2 separate regions of the Mus musculus genome follow, and region 1 is linked to region 2. Evidence: chromatin contacts called from public Hi-C data. All regions are on one chromosome and are shown on one strand. The core of a region is the stretch at or near the end of the contact, and the rest is flanking DNA. Distances in the headings are between cores, read along the strand shown.

What was found. Hi-C and Micro-C count contacts between places; a contact is called where the count stands out from the background.
Region 1: a contact with region 2 is called in a Hi-C map of Th1 cells, with 1.8 times the contacts expected there. The contact joins two enhancer-like sites. A contact is called at or near these places in 1 of 15 datasets of contacts at CTCF or cohesin (CD8 T cells), 36 of 484 Hi-C or Micro-C datasets (the C10 cell line, CD4 T cells, the G1E-ER4 cell line and 21 more), 2 of 115 datasets of contacts at active chromatin or transcription factors (bone marrow-derived dendritic cells and embryonic stem cells) and 2 of 9 other capture datasets (adipose tissue and liver).

What each region holds. Positions count from the first base shown.
Region 1 is chr15:9,185,035-9,191,604 of GRCm38.p6, forward strand. Lmbrd2 (LMBR1 domain containing 2) reads left to right here. Exons shown (of 18, transcript NM_177178.3): 16 at 1,562-1,667. Among named protein-coding and RNA genes, the nearest start is that of Lmbrd2, 48 kb to the left of the region's middle. Within about 2 kb of position 5,032, at least 20 of the 459 cell types and tissues checked have an H3K27ac peak or open chromatin away from gene starts, as enhancers often do. A contact at or near this core is called in Th1 cells, where this site is marked.
Region 2 is chr15:9,115,787-9,122,887 of GRCm38.p6, forward strand. It overlaps Skp2 (S-phase kinase-associated protein 2), which reads right to left. Exons shown (of 10, transcript NM_013787.3): 6 at 6,451-6,549; 7 at 5,766-5,896; 8 at 1,305-1,356; 9 at 1,075-1,182. Among named protein-coding and RNA genes, the nearest start is that of Skp2, 21 kb to the right of the region's middle. Within about 2 kb of position 4,420, at least 14 of the 459 cell types and tissues checked have an H3K27ac peak or open chromatin away from gene starts, as enhancers often do. A contact at or near this core is called in Th1 cells, where this site is marked.

The DNA of each region.
Region 1 (6,570 bases), core at 3,782-6,281, 70 kb after region 2:
TTCTTCTCTCCCTCTCTCTCCTCTCCTTCTTCTGGCCCCCTTTTCCCTGAGACCCCCCCCCCCCGCTCCCCCCCTCCCCCACAAACTGGGATCAGAAGTAGGGCACTGTTCTCTTCTCTTCTGCCCAACTAATTGGCTGATCAGCTCTTTATTAAGCAATCATTGGTAATGGGAAACAATGTTTGCTTAACATTTAGACTAGAGATGCTTGACCATGCCTATGTCCAGACTATAACCAGATGTTTGGGCATAGAGATCAGCATCTCAATACACAGTGCACAAAACCATCCCCCAACAGATATATTTATCCTGAAAAGTACTTAAAAGGAGATGTCATAGTTGTCAGTGTATTCTACCATATGCCGTATAAAAAGGAGACTTGTATATTTGGTATGGTAGGTAGCACATGCCTTAATCCCAGCACAGAGACAAGTAGATCTCAGTGAGTGCTAGCTATTCTGGACTACATAGCAAGATCCAGGCCTACTAGAGAGACTTTCTCAAAATGAACATTTTTAAAGGATAGATATGTTTTTTATTTCCCAGTTAGAACCAAAAGTAGACATTACTAGAAATAAATTTCACCTTCTATTAGGACAGTTCTTCTCAACCTGTGGGGGTTGAACAGTTCTTTCACAGGGGCTACATATTTTGTATTAAAATTTATAACAGTAGTAAAATTACAGTTTTGAAGTAGCAATGAAAAGAATTTTAAGGGAGGGGATTACCACAATATGAGGAACTGTGTTGAAGGGTCTTAGCATTAGGAAGGTTAAGAACCACTGTTTTAGAACTTTTAACTTTAGGCTGGAGAGATGGCTCAGTGGTTAAGAGCACTGACTGCTCTTCCAGAGGTCCTGAGTTCAATTCCCAGCAACCACATGGTGGCTCACAACCATCTGTAATGGGATCTGATGCTCTCTTCTGGTGTGTCTGAAGAGAACAATGGTGTATTCATATTCATACAATAAATAAATAAATCTTTTTTAAAAATTAACTTCTACAATTTACCAGAATTGTAATAGACTTGACTACATACACATTAAAAAAAAAAAGTATTCAAAATTCCCAAAGTGCCTGGCATGAATGAATGGCTTGTATAAAACATGGAATAGGTGCTCTCAAATGACCATTTCAGTTAGGTATAAGGTATAGAATGTTAGTTAATGAGGTCATACTGTCTTCCATGGTAACTCATAAGTTTCTGTGAGTCATAGTCTTACATACATCTTTAGTTACCAAAAGTGACTTATCAGATCTCCTGTATTTATAGCTTGCTCAAGTAAAAGAAGGTTTTTAACATCTTATATCTTTTATATGGTTAGGGTAAGCTTGCTATTATTATATTTTTTTGAAGTTTTAGTTAGAATAATAAATAATACAATCATAGCCAGCAAAATGTTTTTGTTAAAAATTAAAGGTGATAAAAATTGATTTTAAAGATACTATTAAAATTATACTGACTTCTAATGAATTTCTGATGAAAAATGGTTATAGTACTTTGCATCTAGACTATTGACAGTATAACAGTTGCTATATTTCGATTGGGGTTCTGCTCTAGGAGTGGAAAGAACGTTATGGACACAACAGAGAGGATTCCACTCGGAACAGAAACGTCCATCCTGACCCCAAAGAGTCAAATTTCTCAGACACGACTACCAACTGGTGTAAGTACCGTATTTCCTAGTATGCTTAGGAATTACTTTTAAATGTTTGCACTGTATAGAACTGAAACCATAGCATCTGGCATCACGAACATCTCTACACTGACTTCCTTTATCATTGTCTAGTGTGTAAAAGGAAAAGGAAATGGTGTATCAGGTAAGTAGTTGTGTTATTTCCAAGGTGTGTGCTAGGGAGGTAATTATTTCTACAATTTACCTTCATGTTTTTCGTCCTTTTCTACTAGTTGATGTAGGTTATTCATTTATCTTTATAAGAATTTGTTAAGCCTTACTGAAGTGCTTTCCCATATATGTAGTGAGAGAAAAATAAACTTCTGTCCCCAGGATGTTCATAATTTAGAGAAGTCCTAAAGATAGATACAAGTCAGCCACCACTGGTGCGAGTTAAGAAACCTGGGTGGCACTGACGCTGCACTGATGTGAAGAGGAAACAAACCCACTGACCTGGGGAAAACACCAGGAACCCTTTCTTTGTGCAGGACTTTACACTGTGTAGCAGGCAAAGTTTTGTCATTGGGGAAGATGACCTATTGCTAAGGAGCTGTACTACTGAGGCTTCTGTGAATAGGGCTCTGTCTGAGATTGAAAATGAAGTAGGAAATCTGAGCATCCTTCCCTAGCTACTCATTTGTACAGAAACAGTGTGGTTAGAGGAGTGATAGTCGCACAGGTACCCTCCTAATGGTCTGAAAGCAGAAAACAGGTACCAGAAACATTCCTGTGTATTGAGGCCATCTAAACACAAGGAAAACGGAAATCTGTAGCAGCTGAAGGGAACTAAAGCAGAGTCTAAATTCACAGTAAGTACAGTAGGTTAATTCAGTGCTCCAACATTCAGGGCCCTACAGAACGAGGCAGGCCTGCCCCATTTTGAATATATGTTATTTAGCTTAACTTCTGTATTCATTTAAATGAAATTTCTAGTCTTTAACAAGAATTTCTGAGGTATATAAGGAAATAAAGTGCCTCTAGTTTTAGAATTATCAGGCAGATCATTGGTGGAAATATCTAATTAGTATGCTTAAAGATGTAGTGGAAAGGTTGGATAATGTGCATAAAGAGATGTAGGGAATTTCACCAGGCAGCTGGAAATTATATAAAGGAGCTAAGTGGAAATTTTAGAAATATTTTAACGGCAGACTCCAGTGATGTTGCCGACTTCTCATGTAAGTTGTTAGCACAGAGAGTACACCTATGCTGAAGGAAATTACTCTGGGGGATAGAAAAAAGGTTCTCTCTTAGGAGGGTATTTTTATACCAAATATTTCCGTAATGAAAATTGAGCTGAGTGTTCAGAAATGAATAATAGTTACCTAGATGAAAGGGGTTTTATCTAGAAAGTGACCGAGCTGTTGTGCTGTGAGAGGATGTTTGGGAACGCGCTTTCTCATGACTCTAGAGCTTAAACAGGAGGCCCCTAGCAAGAGGGGCTCCAGGCAATTTAGAGACACACACTTTCATCCTCAGAAGTATGGACGTTAGAATGTAGGTAGGATTTGTAACTTGGAAGAACATAGTCTTTATTTAAATATTTTTATTATTTTTTCAATATTCACATGTATATTTGACCATATTCTAACCACTTGCCCATCTCCTTCCAGCTCATTTCCCTCTACACACCCAACTTCATAGTTTTTCTTTGTCTTAAAACAAGCAGCAACATAAAAAGAAAACAAAGAAATAAAAACAAAACCAACCAATGAGACAAATACCACAAAGTATGTTTTGTGTTGCTTCACTATTCTCGAGCATGTGGCCTGCTCTGGGTGTGGTAGATATATCCAGTATCACTCCATTTGAAGAAAACTGATTTCTCTCTCTCCTAGCCGCTATCACTTACAAATAGCATCTGGCTTAAGGACGAGACTCTGTGCCTACCTTAACTTCTCCATGCTGGGATTTTTGTGAGTTTGAACATGTACACATTCGGTCATAGTTGTGTGGGCTAAGGTATGCACAATACGCTGAGAGAAGTTGAACAACTCTGGCTCTCTCTCTCTCTCTCTCCCTTTTTGTTTTTTTGTAGAACATGATTTTAATATTTTCAACTGTTAATATTCAACAGACAGAATAATTATTTTAAGATACATTTCATTGTTATGTCTCCTGTATTTCTTTAAGGAAGTTATTTATGTCCTTCTCAATGTCCTCTGTCATCATTATGAGAAATGAGTTTAGATCTGAATCTTGCTTTTCCAGTGTGTTGGGGTATCCAGGACTTGCTATGGTGGGAGAATTGGGTTCCAATGATGCCAAGTAACCTTGGTTTCTGTTGCTTATGTCCTTAGGCTTGCCTCCCACCATCTGGTTATCTCTAGTGCTGCCTGCCCTCTCTCTATCTAACTGGAGACTGTCCTTCCTGTGATCCTGGTTGGGTCAGAATCCTGAGAGTTCAGCTCTCTCTGGGATCCTGGGATCCTGTGTGTGTCAGAGCTCCTGGAAGTTCAGCTGCCTCTGGGACTCTGAGATCCTGGTGTGATTAAGCTCCTGGGACCCTGGGAACCTGTGATCCTGGGCAAGTTAGAGTGTCTGGGAGTGGAGCTTCTTCTGGGTGTTGTGGGACTGGCTGCGGAGTGTACACCCAAGGTCTGCTCAGGACACCAGCCCAGAAGGGAAGGAACCTGTGCCACTGGTCGGGCAGAGTTCCTGGGTGCCTGGTTCACACTGGTCCCAGTTACTTCTGGAATTGAAGCAGATGTTGTATCCTCCTCACCTCTGATCCTATATGTTCCTGGGAGTATTAGAGCGCCTGGGAGTGGTGCTTCCTCTGGAATGTGGGACTGGCTGCAGAGTTAGAGTCCATGGTCTGTTTAGGGCACTTCTGATCCTGCGATCCTGGGCATATTAGAGCTCCTGGGCAACTCTAGCTCTTACAATCTGTCTGTCCCCTTTTCTTTGAGGAGAGGGGAATGATATAAAGACATTCATTCTATTTAGGGATGAATGCTTCAGAGTCTTTCACTTTCTGCTGTTGTCCAGTTTTGGATCTATATGATAATTACTTATTATAGTTAGTAATGAATTTAGCTTCTCTGATGAGGTTTAAGCAATGCACTAATCTTAAGGTGTAGTAAAATATCCAAAGGTGCTGGATTCTTAGGGGTAAGTCCAATCTTTGTTGTCAGAATATCCAGCAAATGCAACAGCAAACCAGCAATAGCAAAAGCAGCAGCAGTGGGGGCCACAGCCGCCACAGCCCCTCTCAAGGCTGTTGCATTTATACCCTTTCAAAGTACCCAGAATTAACCATCTGCAGCTGGCACAAATCACGCCCTCCTACACACACCCTAGACCACAAGACAGTCATAGTTAACAGCTGTGGAAAATCTGAAACAGCTTCATACCCTGCACCTAGGAATAAAACAAAAACATATTCACATAACACAACTGGGCTTTTCAAGAAACCAAGGCTCTCACTACAGTGGTTGGTTACTCTGCTATTACACCAATGGGTTTTTTACAGGCAGGTTGCTATTGTAGCTTACAGGGCTCACAGTGGAGTGAGACTGATGGTCACTGTTCTCCTCTAGTAGTAGCATTGAATAGAGCAGTATCTTCCAACACTACGATGTTAAGACAGTACCTCTGAAATCTAGGGTATAGCTCCTAGTTGAGAACTAGCTCATCTCCGTGTTCAGTGCCATGAAGTATGATCTACTGCTGTTTAGAAAAATGAATTTAATGACAGTATAAAATATGAATTTGGGTGGGTTAGGGAAAAATAAAATATGACTTAGAGAAATGAAGCTCAGAAACCATTTAAAGTCTGTTTTTATAGTGAAGTCAAGGAGTAATGTGGGCTTAAAGTAAAGCAAAGGTACTTGAATAAAGACAGAAGATTGTTTGAAGGATATTTAGGATAGAATAAATAGAGGTTTTAGCTAAAACTCAGAAACAGTGAAGAATCTATAAAGGGATTTAGGTTCTTACTGAGTGAAAGTCTGCAGAATTGAAAGATCTGAAAGTATGAGAGAACTGTTAAGAAAAGAACAAACACAGAGCTTTAGATAGTGAGTTAGAGAAGATGACCATTTTCTCTATGTTAATTTCACCGATCTATGAGCAGTAGGACAGCTTTCCATCTGATGTCCTCTACAGTTTGTTTCTTCAGAGACTTGAAATTCTTGTAATACAGATCTTTCACTTGCTTGCTTAAAGCTACACCAAGATATTTTATATTATTCATGGCTATTGTGAAAGGTAATGTTTCCCTAACTTCTTTCTTGGCCCATTTATCATTTGTATAAAGGAGGGCTACTGATTTATTTGAGTTAATTTTATATCCAGCCACTTTGATGAAGGTGTTTATCAGCTGTAGTTCTCTGGTAGAATTTTTGGGGTCGCGCATATATATATATATATATATACTATCCTATCATTTGCAAATAGCAATACTTTGACTTCTTCCTTCCAATTTGTATCCTCTTGATCTCCTTTAGATATCTTACTGCTATAACTAGAACTTCAAGTACTATGTTGAAAAGATAGGGAGAGAGTCGTCAGCTTTGTCTTGTCCCTGATTTTAGTGGAAATGCTCTAAGTTTCTCTCCATTTAGTTTTTTTTTTTTATAGACTTGTTTTTTTTTTTTTTAAGATTTATTTACTTATTATATGTAAATACACTGTAGCAGTCTTCAAACACACCAGAAGAAGGAGTCAGATCTTGTTACGGATGGTTGTGAGCCACCATGTGGTTGCTGGGATTTGAACTCTGGACTTTCGGAAGAGCAGTCGGATGCTCTTACCCACTGAGCCATCTCACCAGCCCCTTCCATTTAGTTTTATATGGACTACTAACTTGCTGTATATTACTTTTATTATGTTTACATATGTGCTCTGTATCCCTGATTACTTTAATACCTTTAACATGAAGGAGTATTGGATT
Region 2 (7,101 bases), core at 3,170-5,669:
AGGCCTTGCCCCTTCCCATCTCTGAGATAGGACATGAGCTATTTTTCAGTGTGTTTCCGGCTGCTGTGTGGACAGTGTCCTTGAGACACACTGGTATTTCTATTAAGAACTTCTGATGTGTTCCTCACCTCAAAGACACTAGAAGATCCTAGGAGTTGTGGATGCTAGAATTCTGCATTTGGGGATTTGTATCAGAGTTCCATGCATGTGAATTTGAGCTGCAACATTTGCATCCTTTTTAGGTAGTGTTTTTCTAAACAGGACACTAGCTAGCCAACACACATGAGACTAGTTAAAATGATTGGTTTAGTCACATAATTACCAGACTTCCCAATTTTACCGAATTCTTTATAGATCATTTATTACTGAAACTGATCTAATCCATTCATTTGAGAAATAATTTGTTTTTAAATTCACCATTTCTAGGTAGGAAGAATTAAAAACTGGCATTCTGATAGTAGGATAAATAGTACCATACTCTCCTCTAAGCCAGATGACTCTTCTGCAGTATACCCGGGAGAGTGCAAGGTTCTAAGCCCTAGTGGTTTGCAGTGAAACTGCTGTACACTTTTATTTGGTGTAAGGAAGACTTTGGAATGAAGTAAGCAATGCCTGCATGAGATTCTTAACTTTCATGGACCTACATAAGATGCCCTCTTTTCAGATAACATCAGGCTCTCATAGACCAGTTCTTCTCACCTCTTCTTACGATCCGAGATGCCCATCATTAGATTACAGGAATTCCCTGTGAGCTTTAAAAATGAATGGGAGATGTTTCCCACTCACATTGGGCATGCCTTCCGTGCTCTCTGTGGGTGCCCCAGAGGAAAAAGCCTCCTTCACAGACACTAGGATAGCATTCTAAGACAGTAGCTGTTAGTTAGTTAATAAGCTTAGTCGATTCAGGATTACTGGACATTCTGTGAACTATTTCGATATTCTTTCCTGGGCATTTTGTGGCACATCAATATCAATGTTCATGCTTTGAACATGTATTCATCCATCTAAAGATGGATTTTACTACCGAGTTTTGGCCTGTGCTTTTTCACCAGCGTAAATGTAAATCATACTTACAGTAGAGTATCAGGTATTATATCATAGCACCGGCTGAGCGAGAGGTGTTGGAGGTAGTTGAGTTGAAAAAATTCTGGAAAGCAGTCATTCTTTAGCATGATACTGTCACTGCAACCGAAAGGAAGAGTCAAACCATGATGGTCGAGAGTACTGCTGCTTAATCCCTGCTTTAGGTCCTCCCCCAGTTCACAAACAGCCAATGTACTCCAAAGTTTGATCTAAAACAGTACCTTAAGTCGAGGCGGATGAGGTTGGGGCATCGTTTAATTATGGTACAAAGATCTAGAAAAAGGCAAACAGATGTCATGGTCATGGTCACTGTTAAACAAGGCAGGAGGAGGACGTATGGGGCATCTGAGGCAGGCAGATAGAGAAGTTTGACATTACACAGGACTGTCCCAACATAGAAGTTTCCTGCCGAGGGCATCCAGGAGAGCACCTGGGAATCTGCCGTAAATGTTAAAGGAACTGTGGGAACCCCTGGATTACAACTCTTTATGTAGCAAAGTAACTGGCTGGAAAGACCAGGAAATCCCAATTCATAACAGAAAACAGAAAGACAAACCCCAATAGAACCAAATGCCAGTCCATAAAGGCAAACAGCAGCTTACCAGGAGGTCTCTTCAGCTCAGTGAGGGGAATCATGGACACTTATTAAAAAATTGTCCTGCCATAACTGTAAGAATGAGTTTCCAACTCAGATTACAACCCAGTAAATTCCATATATGTTTGGGTTATAAATGCAACTTTCAATGAATTACTTGCGGACTCTCGGGTTAGGTAGAGAGTGTCCACACAAAGAAAAGCCACCTGTAATCCCAGGGCAGAGAGGCAGAGGCTGAAGAACTGCTGCATACGGTGGACCAGTCTAGACTACATAGCCAGTTCTAGGCCAACCAGAGCTAGATAGTCACACTCTGCCTCAAAAATAAAACAAAGCTCTGCCATGCTAATCATATAGAAGTGTCGGAAAAATGGTGTGTTTGACATAAGCTAAATAGATTAATAGTCTTAAGGATAAACAATACGGGCCGGGTGGTGGTGGCACGTGCCTTTAATCCCAGCACTTGGGAGGCAGAGGCAGGCGGATCTCTGAGTTCGAGGCCAGCCTGGTCTACAAAGTGAGTTCCAGGACAGCCAGGGCTAAACAGAGAAAACCTGTCTCGAAAAAAACAAACAAAAAAAAAACATAAAAAGGATAAACAATACATCAAGAGCATAAACATCTGCAGAAGGGTGGAGCAAGAGATACTAGTGAAATAGCTGCCTAGATGCTCTCAGCAGAAGCACTAGCCATCAGGCCTCACAAGTGCGGTGTGGAAGGAGAAACAGACTCCAGCAAGGCCTCTGATCATCATGCATTGGCCATGATACATTCCCTGAGAGCCTCCGCTTTCCAAAACAAGTAAGTGGAAAACAAATGCCAGGAAAGGTTTTGCATGAAAAACAAAACAAAATACACACAAAGTGCACTGTAATCTTCACCAAAACACACAACCTCCTACAAGTAGAGAAAAGGAAAGGGTTGAAGGGACCATGCCAGGCTGTGACCTGCCTGCCACTAGAGCGAGCACTGGGATTATACACTGTGCAGAAATTGTAGGAGGGTGACAGTGACATAAACTGAGGTACTTTTTAAATGGAAAACAAATTTTTAAAATGTAACTGATTTAAAATAGATACCTCCACGTAATGTTTGAGTGATTACTCTCATAGATGTATCTGTGGTCACATTTCCTCTATATTAGTTTTGTATTTTCAAATCTTTCTCAACATACTGATTTGGCTATGTGGCACTCACCCAGATTTATGTCTAAAACAGTCCGTTCCTGCCCTGGCTCTGTCCCTGTCCTAAACTGCACAGCACCTGATAATGTCATGGGTTCAGTGTCTTAGGCCAAACTTTGGAGATCATGAGATCACAGTTAACTGTGTTACTTCCTCTTCATACCCAGTCTGCTGTCACCAAATCCTGTTATGCCAGTCCCAAATGTGCTCAGATCTGATCCTTTTTCTTAGCACCTCAGCCATTACCACCCTAGTTTCCTAACTGTCCTCCCTGTTTGCCCCTCCCCCAACACCCCCACCTCCAGCCTTTTCTCAATGTGGCACCAGAGTGCATAGTTTCAAGGGTAGGTCAGGTCACAGCACTGCCTCGCTCAGCATAGCCACAGCTCCTTCCTACTGTGTTGGCGGCCTTACCTCTGCTACCACCTCATACCAAAGGCCTTTGTACCCATGGTCCTTTGCTCCACCTCATAGGTTAGCTCCCACACCAAAGGCCTTTGTACCCATGGTCCTTTGCTCCAGAATGTTCTCCCACAAGCGCCTACGTATTTCTCATTTAGATAAGAGGTCTTCTCTTTGGTCACCACATCTTGCACCAGAATGTCCTTCCACAAACCTCTATGTATTCAGGTGTTTATAGGATCAGAGGTCCTCCCTGGCCGTTCTATACAAAGGCAGTCCCTTCTTGCTACAGGCGACCTACCCACTCCGCCTTACTCTCTTCCCTCCATTCTAGCTTCATTCATAGCATTCAGGAAGTCTGCTCGTGGTGTGTCTGTTTTGCTCTGTGTATTTTTATATCATCTTGATTTCTGAGAATAGCCATATAATTATTCTATAAGAATATAAAGTGTTTAAAGGGAAAAATGTCGAAGTACCGCATAAGGAGTGATAGGAAATCAAGACATGGCTGCAGTTTTACAGGTCTACTCTGCCTCTCTGTCTGAAGACAGGCACCTGCAATGACAATGGTTCAAATGTAGATCTCAGACCACTCATGAAGACCAATTATGTTAGCCTGACAGATCTTTCTTCTTCTCAAGCCCCAGACAAACAGTTTCCAAATACAACCTAAGTGTTAGGATGCATTTCAAGATGTTTGGTTCACATCTTTTTAAACATAATAAGTAAATTACCTCTCCCCAGGGTGAGCTAATAACACGCTCAAGACACCGGGCGGGGTTGATTTTAGTACCTAAATTGATTTGGCTTCATGCAGCTAGATTGAATATTAGCCCAAGGCTGAGCTATGGAGTAACAAGAACAACAAGAACAACAACAAACACCATTCCTTTTGCAACCTCTTAGCTGTACAAATTAAGACTCTCAGTGTTACACACAGAGCACAAAAACAGCCAAGTGTCAGCTTGACCAACACTATGGTTATTCCCCACCTGACTTGAAACGCCTGTGTTCACCCACATTGTCTTTTAGATGAATTAAAAAGTTGAAGGTGTAAATGCTAACTTATCAGGTTTCTAGTTGGATTATTCAATCCTAACAGTGTTGACAATTTTGCTGGATTTCTGTGCTGTTCAGCAGCAGTTCTGGCTGCTGACCACTAGATGGCAGCAGCACACCTGCCCTGAGACTGTCAAAACCATTCCTTTGTAAGCAAAGCTTGCTCCTAGATAAAAGCCACTTCTCAGTCAAGGCATGCTTTTGTATCCCTGGGAGAATGACTCCAGGTTCCCTTTTGGATGCTCAAATCCAAGGGCACTGAAGTCACTATGCACATCTTCTTGTCTGCTTACTTATATCTAATATGATGTAAATGCTGTGTGTTACACTCAACTGATCAGCGACTCATGCCGAGAAAAGTTCTTAGATGTTCAATACAGATACAGTAGTTTTTCCTGATTATTTTTTGATCTGTTAATGGTTGAATCTGGATACAGAACCCATAGATTGAGAGGGCTGACTTTATTGTATTTACCTACATTTACATTGGGGTCTGCATAGTAATTTTATTTTAGTAAAACCAGTTCTTCTGGGCAGTGGTGGAGCAGCACTTGGGAGGCAGAGGCAGGCAGATTTCTGAGTTCGAGGCCAGCCTGGTCTACAGAGTGAGTTCCAGGAAAAAACAAACAAACAAAACACCAAAACAACAACAACAACAACAAACCAAAAACAAACCCAAAAAACAAAACAAAAAAACAGTTCTGGGACTGAGGAGTTGGCTCAGTCAGTAAAGTACTTGAGTTTGATTTGTAGCATTTGTGAAAAAAGAACAACAACAACAACAAAAAAACGAAAAACCCCCCAAAAACCTAGGCGGCATAGCATTTACCTATAACCTCAGGACTGGGCAAATAGATGCTTGCCTGCCAGTCTAGCAATATCAATGAGCTCCAGGGTCACTGAGAGACCTGGTCTTATAAAATAAGGTAGAAGGACTCAAAAGGCGGAGCTGTGGCTGAGAGCACTTGTTGCTCTGGCAAAGGACAGGAGTTTGGTTCCTAGAGCACACGAGACAACAAGGGGTCTGTTAACTCTAGTTGCAGAAGGTCTGATACCGCTACAGACTCTGCACACACATGGGATACAGGCAGAAAACCCACACATACAAGGAAACATTAAAAAAGAAACATGGAGAACTACTGAGGTGGTCAGTCACCCAATGTTGACCTTGGTCTTCAAGTAGACACACACACACACACACACACACACACACACACACACACACACAGAGCTTTAAAGCACTCGCCGTCTAGGCCCTGGACTCACAGCTTGCTCCCAGACCAGAAGCTATTTGCCTTTGCCTAACTCTTCTGATGAGCAGTCCCTCGGCTGAAGACCCAGACAACCGGTACACCGGACTAAGGGAGACAAGCAGGTAGCCTCGGTGGGCCCTGGTGGGCCACCATAAAGCCTCGGTGGGCCCTGGCCTAAGAAGCTCTAACCTGTTTTCTGGAGGTTCTTTCGGTAGCCGCTGAGGTTCAGCTGGGTGATGGTGTTTGGTAAATGTGCCACAGCCGCTTGCACGTGCTTTTCAGTGAAGTCAAAGCACCAGGAGAGATTTAGCTCATCCAGTCTGCAGGAAGGAAGGGTGAGAAGAGAAGCATGAGTCCATCAGGACAAGGGAAACGCAGGAAGCCAGACTGTTGACCGCTGCGTGCACAGACCATTCCTGGTGTTGTTCATTTGAAAAGGCATTTCTTTCTCTGAACTCCTACACACTGAAAGGTCCCCGGTCATCTGGGCAAAGGCCCCAGCCTCCGTTTGAGAATGCAGGTTGGAAACTGTAGCTCCAATGTCTCTTCCTCAAAGCTACATTGTTGTTAGCACAGACGGCTATCAACACAAATGCCCTCTAAAACCCACAGAGGATGCTCTAACAATGCCTTTCTCCCCATTCTCTCCTGCTAGGAGAGCCTCAAGAGAGTTTCAAAGTCAACGTCTAGTGATCACTAAGGAGACATAGTTACAAACGGTAACACCTCCCCCCCCCCCCCACCCCCACAAACTGAGCTTAGCCTGAAAGTTGGAGTGGCAAAGACACCACACTGCTCAAGTCAAGAATGTGGAGCCACTCCATCCAGACACCCAGAGGCAAAGCTTCACTGTGACAGCTCAGAGCTTTCCTACCTGGAGCAGCTGCTTAGCAGAGTCGCCACGGCAGATTCAGAAAACCCAGAGCACCCACAAAGGTTTAGTCGCACCAAGTTTTCATTCTGTGCAAGAGTCCTAGAAAAGAGAAATGCCGGAAGAATGCATTGCATCAATGGCGAGTCCTGGTGTGTGTGCCTGTGTGTGTGCAACTGTAGTCAGAAATGGGCTTCAAAATCTATATTTCAGGCTGGTGAGATGGCTCAGTGGATAAGAGCACTGACTGCTCTACTGAAGGTCCTGAGTTCAAATCCCAGCAACAACATAGTAGCTCACAACCACCCATAATGAGATCTGACACCCTCTTCTGGTGTGTCAAAAGACAGCTACAGTGTACTTACATATAGCAATAAATCAATCTTTGGGCCAGAGCCAACAGGGACTGGGCAAGCAGGGGTTGTGGGGTAGGGTGGCGGGGTGGCTGGAATGAGCAGAGGTCCTAAATTCAATTCCCAACAGCCAGATGAAGGCTCACAACCATCTGTACAGCTACAGTGTGCACTCATATACATAAAAATAAATAAATAAATCTTTAAAAAAGATCTATATTTCACTAGTCACAGCTGAGTGGCTTGCTTTGGCTACACATCTGCAAACTGGCGAGAGCATCTTCTTGCTGGGGTTGGGAAG